Regions from separate parts of the Sus scrofa genome. Here region 2 is linked to region 1. The links are chromatin contacts, called in public HiChIP or PLAC-seq maps. All regions are on one chromosome and are shown on one strand. Each heading gives the region's core, a stretch centred on a gene start, on an enhancer-like site or on the middle of the called end of the contact. The rest is flanking DNA. Distances are from core to core; before and after follow the strand shown. Region 1 overlaps FGGY (FGGY carbohydrate kinase domain-containing protein). Region 2 overlaps FGGY (FGGY carbohydrate kinase domain-containing protein).

What was found. HiChIP or PLAC-seq counts read pairs in DNA pulled down with a chosen protein or histone mark.
Region 2: a contact with region 1 is called in an H3K27ac HiChIP or PLAC-seq map of alveolar macrophages. The contact joins two enhancer-like sites. A contact is called at or near these places in 2 of 47 Hi-C or Micro-C datasets (embryonic fibroblasts and fibroblasts) and 2 of 2 datasets of contacts at active chromatin or transcription factors (alveolar macrophages and skeletal muscle).

The regions. Positions count from the first base shown.
Region 1 is chr6:152,759,279-152,761,978 of Sscrofa11.1, forward strand. It overlaps FGGY (FGGY carbohydrate kinase domain-containing protein), which reads right to left. Exons shown (of 16, transcript XM_021097811.1): 15 at 2,686-2,700. Among named protein-coding and RNA genes, the nearest start is that of HOOK1, 51 kb to the left of the region's middle. Within about 2 kb of position 1,398, at least 7 of the 83 cell types and tissues checked have an H3K27ac peak or open chromatin away from gene starts, as enhancers often do. A contact at or near this core is called in alveolar macrophages, where this site is marked.
Region 2 is chr6:153,118,444-153,121,143 of Sscrofa11.1, forward strand. All of the region lies in intron 5 of FGGY (FGGY carbohydrate kinase domain-containing protein), which reads right to left. Among named protein-coding and RNA genes, the nearest start is that of FGGY, 93 kb to the right of the region's middle. Within about 2 kb of position 1,283, at least 15 of the 83 cell types and tissues checked have an H3K27ac peak or open chromatin away from gene starts, as enhancers often do. A contact at or near this core is called in alveolar macrophages, where this site is marked.

The DNA.
Region 1 (2,700 bases), core at 148-2,647:
ATCCAATGTTGCCATGAGCTGTGGCGTAGGTTGGCAGCTAAAGCCCCGATTCAACCCCTAGCCTGGGAACTTCCATATGCCTCAGGTGCGGCCCTAAAAAGAGAAGAAGAAAAAAAAAAAAGTACCTACATCATAGAGTGACTGAATTTTAAACATGAAAATCAACATGAAATACTTTGCAGGCTGTCAAGTGTTTATGAATGTGAGCTAATGTTCTTACATCCTTCTGTTATCCTGGAATGTTAGATGATGAATAGACTATACTTTTCCTTTTGTGTGCATGGGAAGCTGAGGTCCAAGGTACTTCTTTCCCTATGCTTTTTGTTTTTCAATTTTTTAAGTTGTGGTAAAATATGCAGTTTACCATTTTAGCCACTTTTTAGTGTACAACCCAGTGGCACTAGGTACATTCACATTACCATGTGCAGTCCTCACCACCATCCACCCACAGAACTCTTTTCATCTCGCAAAAGTAAAACTCTATCTATTAAACAATAGCTACCCATTCTCCCCTCTCCCCCCCATCCCCTGGAAATCACCATGCTACTTTCTGTCTCTATGAATCTGACTATTCAAAGAACCTTACAGAAGTGGAATCAGGTAATATTTGTCATTTTGTGACTAGCTCTTTTCACCAACATAACGTCCTCAAGGTTCATCCATACTGTAGCATATTTCATTAGACCCTTCCTTTCTAAGGCTTAATAATATTCTATCGTATGTATTATATACCCCTTTTTCTCTATCTTAATAAGACATATGGTTGCTTCCATGTTCTAGCTACTGTGTATAATGCTGCTATGAACATAGGTATATAAATATCTCTTTGAGACCCTGATTTCAGTTCTTTGGGCACATACTCAGAAGTGCAATTTCTGGGTTATATGGTGGTTTATCTTTATTGTTTAAGGAACCACCATATTATTTTCTACAATGGCCACACCATTGTCCATCTCCACCAACAGTATGCAAGGGGTGCGATTCTTCTACATTCTTGTCAACACTTGTTATTTTATTTTATTTTTTTGACGGTAGCCACCCTAATGGGTGTAAACTGTTATCTCACTGCAGTTTTGACTTGAATTTCCCCTATGTTTAGTGATGGTGAATATCTTTTCACGTGTTTATTGGCCATGTATATATCATTTTTGGAGAAATGTCTATTCAAGTCCTTTGCCCATTTTTGATTTAGGTTGTTTGTTTTTTGGTTGTTGAGTTTGGAGAGTACTCTGCATATGGATATTAATACTTTATCAGCTGTATGATATAAAAATGTTTTTTCCTGTTCTTAGGTCTGTGTGGCACAGATAACTGTGTGGTACAGATAACTAACGTGATTTGAGTCAAGGAGATATGAGAGTAGTTCAGCAAACTGGCTCTCTTTCCCCTTGCAAATCTTCCAGTCGCCTGCAGATGGTGCTAGAGCATCGTGTGTGCCTCCCTCAAAGAGGAGGGCTCCCAGCTGACAGCAAGAAGCCAAGGATTCTTTTCCAAAGAATACGTGGGTTTACACAAAGGACTTAAAAACAGACTTCCTTCAAAAGTCTTTGGAAGGTCAGTAAAGAGATGGAGAAGAATAATCTGTTTCTAATTTCAACAAGAGAGGGATGCTGCTGGCCCAGGGCCTCCACTGTCATGGGGAACTCAGAACTCTCAAGGTTCCTGCATTGAGCTCCCCCATGTAGGGACTTGCTCCACAGACCCTGGTATTTACAGGATGGTTTATATGCAGCTCCATTTTCAGACCCTTTTTTAAGAAAATGAAAAGACACTAGATGGTTTTTTCCGTGTATAGTTCCATTCTGTTAAATGTTGATAGTGCTTGAGTAGGATCAGTGCCTTTGACTGTCCATTACATAAGGTAGAATTTGCTTTTATGACTTAATCTCAAATGCTTTCCTAAAATGATAAATGCCGCTTGTTCCTTCCTCTCTAAGCTCACTACCAGTGATTCAGTATAGGTCTTTTTCATCTCTCATTTGGATTACTGAAAAGCTTTCCATCTCTAACTTAGGTCTCTCTGCTTCTACCCTTAGCCCTCTAATGCATCTTCTAAAAGGATCTTTCTAATATCCACAACAGAGTAGGTTCCACCACTGCCTAAAATTCAGTATCTCCATTCTGCACTAGGATGAAGTATGAGGTCCTTAGCACAGCCTCAAAACTCTGTATGAAAGGACCCCCTTTGTTCCTGCCAAATCCAGTTTCACTTCCTGCCATCCCCCATCTCATACTTTGTATTTCAGAATTATAAGTTGTTTAGAGTTACCTGAATATACCATGCTGGTTCCATCTTTATAATTCTGCATATGTTATAATTTTCTCTACTGACAATATTCTCCCCTGTCTTGCCCTGACAAGAACAGATGCGCAGTTGCCAAGGGGGAGGGGGCTGGTGATATACATATTTATGACTGAGTCACTGCTGTACAGCAGATATGGGCACAACATTGTATATCAACCATGATAATAAAACATTTTAAAGTTTGTATCTGATCTCCAGGTCTGGCCCTACCTAGCTCTGTAATCCTAGGGAACTGAAAGTGACTTTACCTCTCTGAACTTAATCACCTACTTAATGAGAGGCCTGGATTGCTGAACCCTGAGATTTATTCCAGCTCTAGAGTTGCATGTGTTTGCTGTCCTCCTTCCTCTGCATTGTGCATGGAAAATGTATTAACTTACCTTTTATCCTCACAT
Region 2 (2,700 bases), core at 33-2,532, 360 kb after region 1:
CCAATAAGGGACAGAGTGGACTTTTATATTCATATTTGCCCTATTCTAGAACCAACATGAACAACAATACTTACTGAGAATGTACCATGTACAAGCATTACGATGTAAATGCTTTACATGTATTCATACCATCAATGGGAAATGTACTATTATTAGCCTCACAATATAGATACTGAAACTGAGATACAAAACTGCCTCATAACTATTAGAAGCTTGACAGGCTTCCTCATTCCTGATTTTAGGTACTTCTGATAAAATATGATTCCCACCACCACATTCACTTATTCTCCGTGATGATGTGCCTGCATTTTACAGGCAGCATCATTTTACATACAACATCTCAGATATATTTTTGAAACAGAGGGCATACAAAAAGGGACACTGTTTTGAATTCTGTAAGAAGATAGGAACTATATACACGTAAAGTAATATTATTATTATTACTACTTTGCAAAGACATAAACAAGTTGCATCAGATTTTTATTGTCCTCAGTAGTCAACTGGGTTCTAGCTGAATCTCACCAGCCTCTGGCTTTTCTTTCGCATTCTGCAAAATTTCAAGATATTTGGACTGCCTGAAACACACCAAGGAATAGTTCCCGAAGCCACATGTGACCTGACCCTCATGGCCAAAGCCCCCAAATGGACACAAGCAGAAAGGTCAACATATTCTATTTCCCCATGGCAAATGGCCTTTGGAAACACTGGTTGTTGTTGTTGTTGTTTTTCCTTTTTATACTTTCACAAATGATCATGATCAACAAGAATGAGATAAAATTGACTGCAGCTGGGGAAAAATGCTGATGTGAGTGGCTAAAAACATCATGTGTAATTTGTAATAAAAGGGTACAGGACCACAATGTAAGTCGAGGCCCACAGACTCAACCCTTCTAAAGTCACATCTCATTAAGACTAGGAGCAGCAGCTGGGTTTTCCCAAAACAAGTCCTAGAGGAACAAAATTAGAAGGGTCTCCGTCCTTTAGATGTGCTCTTGAAAAGATCAAGTCGTTGATCTGCTTGGATTTTTATAGACAGTTGACAGGGCAGACCTGAGTGCATGTTATTCTAAAGGTCAAAGAACTGGCAAAAATGTTTGACTGTTGTCAAACAAGAATGAGCCCCCTTTGAAGTTGGAGGCTTAGATGAGCTGATTCCAAAGTACTCTCTTCAAATGCAGCACAGGCGAGGGTGAAAAATAAAAATGCCGCCCTGTGTAAGCTGAGATGTCTCTTAAGTAACGCAGGGTACACTGCCCTACCCTGCTCTGGTGGCATGCCCTGCCATTGAAATTTGAGTGAAAAGGAACAACACAGGAAGTGGGATGGTGTCAGCAAACAGCCACAATGAACACTCCACTCCCGACATCCTGCAAATGTCCACAAGAAAACCTCCCTCGAAGTCCTTCTGCTTCCAGTTTCATGGGCTCAGTATTTGCTTTGCCCTCTATTTATTTGTGCTCACCTACTAGTCATTCCACCCGGCTCATAGTTTATTTTGTGGATGACTTCTGGCCAAACTTGCTGTCCTGCCACCAAACGCTTGAGTTGTTGCTGTGGTTATCATTCAGGAAGTTGCACTCCGTTGTTATCTGAACCTTCGCTGACTTTCTGTTGAGTAAATCAGACTACTATTCCACCTCATAAATCAGAAACACAACCCCGTGTCCCTCACCCCAGCAGCCCCAGGAGCTGGGGAGCAGAAGTACCAGCAGAATCAAGGGAAGTTCTTGCAGACTCAAATATCACAGAAATGCAATAATTTGTCTTTATTAATAGAAGGTCAAATACCATGTACCTCTGACAGTTGCATCAATATTTTTATAGTCCTTAGGTCCTGACTTGCACCAATGGCCACACACACAAACACACACACACACACTGAAGTCTAAATCCTGATATTGTTGAATGGCTTTTAGATACTTTTTTGAAAACAAGGACATTTAAGACATAAAGTATCTAACCTGGTGCCTGGTTTTCTCTGGAATTGGACCTCCCAGAATTCCACTCCCGGGAATACCTGCCACTTTGGGGTACTATGGAGTCCTTGCTGCTTTGCAAAACCTACGACCCATTTCTTAGGACACAGAAGATGCCAGTGAACAGCTCTAGCTCTTACTGCTTCCCTCAACAAAGATACAACTAGTATGGCTTAAATATCATCATTTGCCTCAATAAATCATCATTATCATCATGAAGGAGGTAATATTATCCCCATTTTGCAGATGAAGAAATAGATGTTCAGCAAGGTTACTTCCCTAAAATCACATATGTAAAGAGGCTGAAGGGGGTCCAAGCTCAATTTGAAGTCCAGTGTTTTTTGTTCGTTTGTTTTTGTTTTTCCCTACTGTGTATAAACCAAGAGTCAATGGGGCTGGGGCTACTTCTGGAAAGTGTGATGGCTTAAAACTCTAGTTCCTCCAATCACTGGTTCTGTGACCTACTCTTTCCTGTTATCCTTCCAACTTCTTTACCCTCTAGTTAGGGGCTGAGAGAGCAGGGCTGGATGGAGGGGGTGTTGCATTCTCTAAGGTCCCAGACCCTGAAATCCATCAGCACTGAAAAAAAAAAAAATCATGAAGCTACAAACACTTCACAAATCTTGAACTCTCTCAGGAACTTAGAAAAATATTCAATGAGGCCAGTGATTAGCCTCCCACATAAATGTCACTAAAACCAGGCATACACTGTAATACTCAAAAA